Linked DNA regions of Mustela lutreola: region 2 is linked to region 1. Evidence: chromatin contacts called from public Hi-C data. All regions are on one chromosome and are shown on one strand. The core of a region is the stretch at or near the end of the contact, and the rest is flanking DNA. Distances in the headings are between cores, read along the strand shown.

The links. Hi-C and Micro-C count contacts between places; a contact is called where the count stands out from the background.
Region 2: a Hi-C map of blood shows a contact between it and region 1, with 6 times the contacts expected there. The contact joins the promoter of SPIRE1 here to the promoter of AFG3L2 in region 1. A contact is called at or near these places in 2 of 2 Hi-C or Micro-C datasets (blood and an unstated tissue).

What each region holds. Positions count from the first base shown.
Region 1 is chr11:60,530,739-60,536,644 of mMusLut2.pri, forward strand. It overlaps AFG3L2 (AFG3 like matrix AAA peptidase subunit 2), which reads right to left and starts at 3,980. Exons shown (of 17, transcript XM_059140795.1): 1 at 3,668-3,980. The coding sequence starts at 3,784.
Region 2 is chr11:60,765,007-60,770,833 of mMusLut2.pri, forward strand. SPIRE1 (spire type actin nucleation factor 1) reads right to left here and starts at 2,197. Exons shown (of 18, transcript XM_059138678.1): 1 at 1,586-2,197. The coding sequence starts at 1,907. It overlaps CEP76 (centrosomal protein 76), which reads right to left. Exons shown (of 13, transcript XM_059139478.1): 13 at 4,986-5,070. The coding sequence ends at 5,054.

The sequences.
Region 1 (5,906 bases), core at 2,730-5,229:
TGCAGTGAGGAGATACATCCAAATGTGGCAGTGGAAAAACTTCAAGAAATCCTATCCCCTGGCAAAGTGAAAATTCATCACCATTTTTGAGGAGAACAAACTTTTAAATACAGATGAGAATGTTTACAGAGAAGTTCATCTGTATTAGTCTCCACCAGCATTGCCTCATTTGGGTCTGATGGGAGGAACAGAACAACACAAAACCACATCTGCCAGGGTGACTATAATCAAAAAGACAATTAAAAGTGCTGGTGAGAACGTAGAGAAAGTGGAAAAGGCAGAGCCGCCGGGAACTGGTGACAATGGGAAGCGGTGTAGCCACTTTGTAGAAGTTCAGCATTCTCAATGTTACATGCAGAGTCACAATGTGATCTGGTCAGTCCACTCCAACCCAAGAAAATGGAAAACATGTCCACACAGAACCTTGTACGTGAATGTTCATAACAGCATTATCCACAAGAGCCAAAAAGGGGAAACAACCCAAATGTCCATCAAGTGCTGATATGTGGTATACTAAACAATGGAATATTACTCAGCCATAAAAATGAATGAAGCACTGATACATGCTACCACATGGATAAATCTTAAAACATTATGCTTATGTTAAATTAAAGATGCTCATGTTAACTTAAGAAATGTTAATGCTCATGTGACAAGCTCATGAAATGCTCATGTTAACTTAAAGAAATCAGACACAAAGGCCACATATTATGTAATTTCACCCATATGAAATGTCCAAAATAGACAAATCCAAAGACAGTAGACTGGCAGTTGCCTAGGACTAGAGGACTGGTTGCAGACAAATGGGGTTACAAGGCTTCTTTCTGGGGGTGATGAAATGTTCTGGAATTAGATAGTAGTAGGGTTGTATAACCATGTGAATTGTACACTTTAAAATGATTAGTTTTATGGGATGGGAATAAAAAAGTCAATAAGAAATAAAGAATAAGCTGATTTAACTTCAAATTAATACACAATTCTACACAGCAAAATAGGACAGAAGCACTGACACTGATCTTGGTTGACAGCAATGCTGGTCTGACAGAATTTGGAGCTTCTGTTGTGTTAGGCCCTCCCTGACCCCTGAGAGCACTTGGCCTAAGAAAACACCACTAAGAATAAGCAAGAATGTATCGAAAGTAAATAAGGCTTTTCCAATACCAAATCCACTTAGATTAAGATAACCTGTTAGGCAAGGTGGATAAGGCAACAGTAAGTCACACTGATCCACTGAACCATCTATTCCAGGCCACGCGCTGCTAAGTGCTGGGGGTCTGGAAGTCAGAACCGATCCCTACCTCCAAGAAACTCAGAAGTGTAGGGGAGAGAGTCCTGAGGACAGACCTACTGCAGGATGGTGTAATACACAAGCACTACAAAACCTCCAAGTACATGCAAGTACACAGGGAGCACAGGAGGAAGGGATTACATGTTCAGGGGACCTAAGGATGTCATAAGAAAAGCGACATCTAGGCCTGGGATTCAAAGAACCTGTAATCACCAGGCAGACGGTGTCAGAACTTTTAGTTTTGTTAAAGCCAGAAATCTCAATTTTTGAATGACATCTTTAACACATCTCTTATTAAGAACTTCACCTACACATCTGTAATGGGAGAAAACAGCTAGTTCCCAGGCATGCCACCATGAGGATCAAATGTAGTTACGTATGTAAAAGCACTGTTAAAATCATATGGTGATACCTCGATTTAAATTACCATTTCCAATTATTTTGAAAGCCCCTGGAAAGTAAGGGTTCTTTACATCACCATATAAAGTAAATCTTTATGTCACTGTAAAGTACAGAATTGGGCATAAGGCATATACACCATAAACATTTACTGACCAATAAACTCTCTTCTATTTTCAAATTGTGTTAACCTAGAATACCTCTAGCAATAATCCTGAACCTGCTTTTAACGCTGAGGTTATTTTCTCTAAGGGCACCATCACTGAAACTATTCTCTGCTTATCTAACCCAAGCCCATTCAAAAGATAAGATAAAAAATATCAACTCATAAAATTTAAGTTTAGAGCACCTCATATTAGAGGATTAGCTTTTAGGTTTGCCAATATGTGTACAGTTTAGCAGCTTTTTCATCAGTCTTTATTCCTCTGAGCATAAAATCTGAGAATGGACATCTCATACCAAAATCTTTTCCCCGGAAAAAATGTGAGAATCGTACTTCTTCTGTGTCTGACCTTTACTAGTGGCACAAACCTAAAGGCAAATCTGTTCTTTCAGACTCCCTAGCAATGCCCTAATGTCCCCATAGAGATCTTCTAAGCAACACCAGGAATGTGTCACAGACCCCTGATCAATCAGCTACTGCTGTCAGCACAGGGGACTTCCTTAGACCTAAGCATCCAAGACTCACAGGACAACAGTGCCACTCAAAAAAGAAAAGGTGTTCAGGTAAGATTCCTGACATCATAACTGCAAAATCAAAGGGCAGATCCCTATCTGCTTCTTACTTGTCTGAGTCCAGTATTCACTAGGGACGAAAGGAGAGGGCATGGTAAGATGGCAACACAATGTGACGCAAACGTTAGGCCTAGCGCAGGGCAGGCGTGTAAGACAGAGATGAAGATACTCCAAGACTGGCAACATTTTCAAAGAAAATCATGAAGGCTCCATTTTCAGTGGAGAGGCTGAGATAATTTCCTCAAAGGCATCTGGCTAGTAAGTGACAGGTTCCTGTGACTGACTCTGGGCCTTAATCACCGTGTTCATTTGCCCCTTGGCCCTAAGCAAACCAATGCCAAGGTTGGTCTCTAAAAAACTGGCAGACAGCAAGAGACCATGTGGCTGAAATAGATGATACTGACTACCCACCCATGACACGAACCTTTACTTGACAGATTACTGCCACTGTCCCGTGAGAACAGGCTACCATCACTTCAGAAAAACGTACTACCACCGCCCCCACGTGGGAGCCCTGTTATCTGCTCCTTACCAACAGAAAAACAGCCTCCAACTGAAGACGGGCCTTCTTATACAACAAAAAGCACATTCTCTACTCTGAGATGATGTTATTAATAATCATAGTTAATATGTATTATCTACTATGTGCCAGATCCAGAATGGCAGCAGCCCCCTTCTACAGATGGAGAGATGGAGGCTGAGAGAGGCTGCGTAGCTTACCTCCGAAACCTGTGCTTTCAGATCACGCTCACGTTGCCAACGCTTAAAACACACGCACAACAGCTGCTACTTTTCCATACCATGAGAGCAGGTGAAAGAAAGGTAAGCTACACTGGAGATACGACAGACAAGTTCCTTAACGTTTTCAGGTCTCATCTACTCTATCTGTAAAATGGGTTCGTCCTGAATGAAGTCAGAGGACCCTCCCGGATGATCTTTTTGAAGCTCCTTGACGCAAAAGTATTTGATTCTGTTTTCAAAAATCCAATTCTACACCCAGGCTCTGAGACGCACAGCGTGCTTACGGGAACCACGGGATAAAACCGATCTGAAACGCTGGGCGTCCTGGCCCGGAACACGCAGCGCACGCGGCCTCATTCACGCGAGGAACCCGCCCCAGACGCCCGGACAGGCGCGAGCGCGCCCGGGGGCCGGTGACCTTGACGCCCTGCTCTCCCGGGCCGGAAGCAGGCCGGAGGGTCGAGCCGGGCCGGGGGCGGAGGGCGCTGGGCCCCCGGGACTCACCGTCCGGAGGTAGGACCGCTCGGTGGGGTCCAGGCGGCCACCAGGCACGAACAGTGGGGGCAGGCCGCGGGGCCAGCAGCCTCCCCGGCCCCACAGCCGCAGGCAGCGGTGCGCCATGGCCGCCGGCGCCGCCTGCTCGGGCCGGGGGCGCTGCGCAGGCGCGGCTCTGCGGCCGGAGAGGTGGCGACGGACCGACTCCGGCCGCGGGAACCGGGTCGGAACAACCAGCGAACCGCGCTGCGGGTCTCCGGCTCACAGGCGAGCCCACGCTCTCGACGCGCGCGTCTTCTCCCAGCTCCACCCCTCCCGGCGTGCTGACGTCAGCCGCAGAGCGGGCGCAGGGGTCTAGGGCCGTTCCTTCGGCTCCGGAGCGTCCTCGCTACGCGAGCGGCGCGGTCGAAAGAGGAGGAGCGTCGAGGGCGACAGCGGGCAGTGGGCGGGGTGGAGGGGGAGGGCGGGCAAGGTAGTGGGCCTAGAGGGAGGAGCGTAGGGCTGGTGGGCGGGGAGGAGGGCGGGACGTTGGGGGCGGGGTTGGAGGCGTGGCCGTAGGGTAGAAGGGCGAGCGGAGGCGAGGGCTGCGGGGCGGGGCCAGCTCGTAGCAGCCAGCAGAGAGCCGGGCAGGCTGCTGCGGTCCCAGACAAACGGATCTTTCCTTGTTTCGGCGCGAGGCCATTGTCGACATTTTGGGCATTCACACTCGGTGTGTCACTCCCGAAATATTTTATTGAGCTCCTAATCAGCGACGGCATCGCCCAAGTGTCTGGAGATGCTAACACGCATCCCTAACCCTAGGAGAGCAATGCAAATAATCACAAGTCGGTGAGCTAAATGCAATGATAAAAGTGTTGAGACTGTGACATCTGGCTTGGATCCATCGGGAACCGTTTGAAAGAGAAATGATTCTCAGATGAACTCAATGGAACTGCACGCTGTTTCGCACACCGTGACTGAGGAGGAGAGAGAGGACTCTGGAGCCAAGTTTTACATGTCACTGTTTTCTGTTAGCTTGGCCAGTATTATGTATAATAAAAGTGGTAGCTGATGTTGCCGATGGGGAGGAAAAGGAAAGGCCGGAGATGAGGCTGAGGAGGAGTACGAAGGTGGCCTCAGAATTGTATTAACGTATGCACATAGACGGGAAAAATCTGGAAGAACAGACACTGAAATGGTAATGAAATTTCTTACCTGTCACAGTGGCAAAATCCAATATATTGACAACTCACTCTACTGGCAGGCGTTCTCAGAAATAACTGGTGGGCACAAAGAATGATGACAGCGTGTGGAAGGGAAATTGGCAATGTCTGCCTAAATGTCAAATGCATGTGTTCCTTAACCCGGATATTCCATTTATAGAAATGAACCCTACAGACAGCTTGCACATGTATAAAATGCTGTGAGCACAAGGTTAATAATTACAGCATGGTTTGTAGTCACAATTTATTGGAAATAACTAGAATATTCATCTATAGGGGACTGTTTAAAACAATGGTAAATTCATACCATTATTAAAATTTTTTACTGAATGTTATTAACATACAGTATCCTATTAGTTTCAAATGTACATGATAGTGAGTTCATATTTTTATACATTATGAAATGATCCCCATTAATCTCATAACCATCTATCACCATACAAAGTTATTACAATATTACTGACTGTATGCTCTATACGGTATATTACGTTTCCATGACTTATTTATTTCATAACTGGAAGTTTTTACCTCTTAATTCCCTTCACCTATTTCACCCAGCCCCCCAACCCTTCCCTCTCTGGTAACCAATAGTTTGCTTCCTGCACCTATGAGTCTCTGTCTGCTTTGTTTTGTTTGTTTGTTTTTTTGATTCCAGGTAGAAGTGAAATCTTCTCTGTCTGCCTTATTTTACTTGGCATAATACCCTCTAAGTTCATCCATCTTGACTTTAAGAGACTCTAGTGTATAATGAGATACATTATAATCAAACCACTGAAACCAAAGACAAAGAGATAATCTTGAAAGCAACAAGGGAGAAGCAACTCATCCCTTACAAGAGCTCATCAATAAGATATGCAGTCAATTTCTCATCAGAAACCATGGAGGCTAGAAGGCAGGGGAATAATATATTTGAAGTACTGAAAGAAAAATGAGTATGTCAACCAAGAATTCTGTATCTAGTAAAACTTCAGAAATGTAGGCGAAGTTAAGTCATTCCAGAAAAACAAAAGCTGTGGGAGCTCATTTCCACTAGACCTACCCTACAA
Region 2 (5,827 bases), core at 947-3,446, 230 kb after region 1:
GTGTTTATTCCTTCCAGAAGTCAACACTATGAATGCCGCTTCTAAAAGAGGGTTACACACAACCATTTTCCCCCTTGAAATGCCAGATTTCAAGGCACTGCTTTGCCTCAAAGCATATCTTTGCATATCATGTTAATACACTATAAATAAATTATAATACCAAGTATTTCCCACTAACATTAAGTCCAACTTTAAAAAATAAACACATCAAACTAAAAACTATAATAATAAAATAATTTCCAGAGAATTATGAAGAATAGATTTAAATAAGTCAAAGTTCTAAAATGCATTTACCTGACACACACACACACACACTTTTAATGTTCATGGGAAGTGAAAGAATTGATAACTAAAATCTTGAATGCTTTTTATTTTAATCAATTTAGATAAGGATTTGGATTAAATGTCGTTTTACTGACTAATGAATTACATCTTTCACCTTAAGCATTTTGACATTTCCATCAACTTTCTAAAAGTGAGGGCGGATTATTTCTCTATGTTTTTAATATACTTGCCTCTCAAAAGACTGAAATATATAAAAACTGATAGCAGAAACCTATTACCAATCCCCTCATCATCATTACCTCTCTGAGTAAGCGCTAACTACATAATAATGTGTAGGTGATAATCTTGAAGAATTTACATTGGACAATAACCTAACTAAAACCCATTTTATGTTTATCTGAGATCCTGTCAACTTTTGACTTGACAAGCCTGTTTTCTCATTGCAACAAATTTTAACACACAGGTAAATGGTAGTTATTTTTAACTTTCAAGAGCTAGAAATCATTATTTCGTCTCCTCCTGTTTCTCCCAAAATAGCAACATTCTCTTCGGGGCTTTTTATATTTCCAAACTGAAGGAATTTGTTACCAAATTTAAAAAAAAAAAAAAAACTATTAGCTGACTACTCATTCCGAAAGGTGTAATTTTCCTGACAGCAGAATTAACTATCCTTGACGAGATCTCACATGAACCTTTCCTAGCACCTACCACATCCCAAGTAAACAGCCCTGGCATGTAAGTATGTATACATAGCTTATCATGAAAAGGACCCAACCCACCCCATTTCCCAAACAAGACGGGGGCAGCTGTCCTATGACAGTCTGTGCAATTACCAGCACCTTGGGGAGGTCCGCGGCCCTACTCGGGGGGCGCAGGCCCGCCCGGACGCCCTCTTCACAACCCCTCTTTGTGCCGCTGCCCGTCCCCCCCGCCCCTGTTCTGACCTACGTGGAGCCCCGGCTAGACCACAGGGCCAGCACCACTACCCCCCGCCCCCCGCCGGCCCCAGGCCCTGCTCCTCCCGGCTCTCCCTGGAGAGGTGGGCGTTTGCCGGGCGGAAGGGCAGGGCCCAGGCATTACGAGGGAAAAGGGGGGCCGTGGTGGGGGTCCTCCTATCGGAGGTGGGGTGCGCATAGCTGAAGAGCAGGGCCCAGGAAGACGAGGGAGAAAAATGGGGCCGCAGGAAGGGGTCCTCCCATGGGAGGTGGGGGTCGCGGGGCGGAAGGGCCTGGCCGGGGGCGTCCAGGGGAAAGGGGCCGCGGAGAGGGGTCTCGGTGGAGTCGCAGGTCGGCGGCCTCACCCGTGGCGGGGGGCGGCTCTCCCGCGTCGTCGGGCGCCAGGGTGACGGTGCCGTCCCTCCAGACGCGGATCTGCGCGGCTGAGCGCACGCGGCGACGGGGCTGGCGGCGGCCGGCGTCCGCGGCGCGCAGGGAGCCGCAGCACTGGTAGCACACGGCCCACGCCTGCTCCTCGTTGATGGGCTGGTTGTAGAGCCGCAGGATCTCCTCCAGGCTCAGCGCGTCCGGCGGGCCGCCAGCCGCCCCGGAGTCCGGAGGCCCCTCGCCGCCCGCCGGCTCCGCCCGGGGCTCCCCGCCGCCCGCCGGGCCCGCCGGCTGAGCCATCCCGCGGGTCGGCGCTGCGCTCGGCCGCCGCGCCGTGTGCCGGCGTCTCTTCAGCTCCGGAGCATCGTCTCGGCGCGCCGCCGCCTCCTCATCCCCGGAACCCGCCCCGCCCAACCTGGCCGCGCGCGCCGCCGTGGGGGACCAGGCGGAGGACTGGGCGAGGGCCCGGCTGCCGTGGGCGAGCGAAGAGCGGCGAGGACGCCGCGGCCGTCCTGACCAGGCCGCCGCTGCCGCCGGCCCGTAGCGACGCGATGGCGTCCGCCGGCCCCGCCCCGCGCCTCGCCGCGCGCTCAGGGCCGGGGCCGCGGAGCCGCCCCGCCAAGGGTCCGCACGGCCCGCAGCTCGGGTGTGCGCTCCGTGGCCAAGCTGACCGCGCTGACCGCAGCGATCCCCGGCCGCGCTGGGAGGCCACCGGCGCTGGATCCCCCAGGAACTGACTCGCTGGGAGGCTAATTTGGAGTTCGAACCCAGCCTGTAGCAAATTCCTAATAAAGGTCTCTGAAACCGCTCCGGCTCCGGCTTCCCCCGCCGCCGCGCCTGCTCCCGCCCACCCCCGGGCGGTCGGCTGGGCGCGGGTCCTGCGCCTCTTTCAAGCCTCCACACGGTTTCTCCCGACCAGCCGACTTCGTACTGCGCCCGGCTTCGCTCCTTCATCATCCCCCGGATCCTCCTCTGCTCTTTTTGGGGTAGTTGTCGCCATCGATATACCGTATAATTTACTTAGATGTACTGTTTATTGAATAGGTCCTCCCATTTTCATTGTAAGCTCCCTGAGGACAGGGACCTTTATGGGGTTTGCTCACTGACTTCTCCCAAGTGCGTAGATGAGGGCCTGGGATATAACCATGTTGTAAATAATTTGTAGACATTAGTTTCAGCGTCCTTCCGGATTCATTTTGTAACGTTCGCACAACTCCTCCCTAAGGATGTCTCCAGTGATCACACTCATCATAGTTCAGTGAGCCCAGTATGTTCAGACGATGTGGAATTAGTATCAGAGTGGCAACATTGAACTGAGGGGAACAAGCCGTAGAAGAAAAGAAATACTGCACTCCCCAGAACCTCGCTGACTTCATTAAGTTATGCAATATAACATCATTCTTAGATAAAATAATCGCTCATTGGTAAACGAATTTAATTGGTAACTTTCCATTCTGAGGCTAGTGCTAAGAACCAGAGAGTAATTTAAAGTATCAATCGAGTAAGAAATTTACAGTAATTACCAATTAAACTTTTAAGGCAGCTTTGTGTGTAATATTAGATCCCACGCTCTTAACCATTGCATCTTGCACTAAAAATTACAAGGGTCTATTACCAATGCTTAAGATATCACAGTACATACAGCAGTAGTAGGGAGAAGAGAGAAAAGCAAAAGGTATTTTAAAAGAGTAAGGAATTGAAAGGGGGACAAAAAAGCTTCTTCCTAATCACCTTATTATAATTTCACTACAAGAGATACAAAAAAAAAAAAAAAACAACCCTTAAGCAATATTATAGGTTCATAATCCCATTGTAAAAATGCCCCTATGTGTGCCAAACCTTGAGAAGAAAAGCCTAATTCCTTATATGATACAGATCGGATGGATAGATATGGATATATAGATACATAAAATCTTTTGATTGAAAAACTGGGAAAACATATCCAAATTTTGCTACCTTAAAAGTTTAGATTCTGTGTGAATTCTGAAAATACAGAGGGCTTTAAAACAGTTTGAACAATGAACAGCTAAACGGTCTACTCTTGTGGACAACACTACCATCTCGTGGCCTTATGGGATATTGCTGTTCCATTGCACTTGGACAACTACAACAAAAATCACTTATGTATTTGTCCTTATCTTTACTCCCTCCACAAAACACAAGTCAAATGAATTAATCAACTAATGAATCCATGAGCCAGTCCTTGCTACTCCTGGTAAAGGGCAATAAATAAATTTCCAAGTAAAGGTAACTGAAAGGAAGAAGGAAAGAAGTGAACATGAAGAAAAATCCAAATTTCACCTGAAATGTTATCGTTAAAAGATATATTCTTTAAAACAAATTCACAACAGAAAGAGTTTTTCCTCTCTTTTTAAAAAAGATTTTATTTATTTATTTGAAAGCGAGAGCATGAGGGGGGGAGGGTCAGAGGAAGAAGTAGATGCCCTACTGAGCATTAGCGGGATTTGATACTGGGACTTCAGGATCTTGACCTGAGCTGAAGACGGTTGCCTAACCAACTGAGCCACCTAAGTGCCAAGATTCTTTCCTTTCTTAAGTGATAATTTTTAAATATACATTTTGGGAAGAAAAACAACATGGCATTGAATCACAGGAGGATTATATAAAATAGGGCTTTTCCCCCCCGGATACAAACTCATAACTGATATACTGTATTTAAAGTAAATTTCTTGCCTTTGAGAGCTTATATGGAATTAAGTTGAGGCAAGATGACAAGCAGAATGTTAATATAGAGGAAAACATAGAAGATAAATCTTTAAAATCCTAGCTATATTTTATTATAAATCTATTTATTATATAACCTGAACATCTGATTCCTTTTTGTACAAAGATAGTATAACTTTTATATGATTTTTCAGAACTCTTTGAAATTTTGATAAAGGCCCATGTCCATCATCATAAGACTCTGAGAAAGTGACTTGACAAGACTATCAGAGGTCCATATATACCCAGGACTCAGTCAGGACTGTGGAATAACTTGGAATAACCTTCCCATTTTCTCATTTTCAGTTCAAGTTCAAAGTTTCTAATACCTTGGGACAGTATATTTTGTCCCAATTTCTGTCACTGATTTTATTTTTTTTTATTCTTGGCTTCACCACTTAAAAAAAAATGCTTTATATATTTAAAAGGAACAAGTCAAATCAACATGTAAATATCTTTTTCAAAGTGCTATAAGATCTGTGAAAAATAGTGGCACATGTTACTCTGAATATGATTTTAATATTCATTGATTTTGTTGCTGCATTTATTAAAAATGGAATCCTTGAAATTTTTTATCTTATATTTACTTATCATTTTTGCAGAATAAATGTACTTCATGCTTCATACTGTGGACATGCTGGCTGAGCTGCTCCGAGTCTTTCAGGGAGCACAATCTGCCTGTGCAGCCCAAGCTTAATCCAGTCACTCCCAGACAATTGCTCCTAAGAGGCACATTCACCTAGAAAAGTGCATCAAAAAGGAAAAAATAGAACAGCATATTTTTTTCAGTGACATAACCTAAATTTTTATTGCCCACAATTATAATATTTTATAATTTTAAAGTGATAATCTTACATTTTCAAAGTACTTTCTTCAGTTATACAACTCAAGGTCAAATATTACTATCTCTATCTTACATATGACAAAATATAGAACTAGTAAATGAACGAGGTAGGACTGAAATCCAGGACTCCTGAACAGCTCAGCTCTTTCTGCTACTTACATCTCTCCACATTTGCATAGAGCAAGAAAAAAATCCTCACACTTCATTCCTCACTCCAGCAAGCAAGAGTAGTAAATAAAAAGCAGATGCTTTAAATTTGTACATATCACCACAATCAACCAAAATTTTGGTATTTTAAATACCTTGAATGAATGATGCAATGCCCCATCTCCCTCTATTGGTTTTTGTGAGTTCACTGGCATTGAGTTTCACCGTAGCGGTGATCTCCCCATAGCAATTATCTTCAAAGTGATCTATAATAACTCCATCCCCATCAAAGAATTCCAAATTATCACTCCCCTAAGGAGGCTAATTCCATCAACAACCCTAAATGCAGTTTGAAACTCATCTCCTGTAATTTTCATAATCAAACTAAATATTAGCCCCAAATCTTTAAAATTAGTCATGGAAATTAGCATATAACCTCATACATAGAATCAGAAGTACATAGACCAGATAAGAACACAACAAAACTGGATTCCTTTGATCTGTA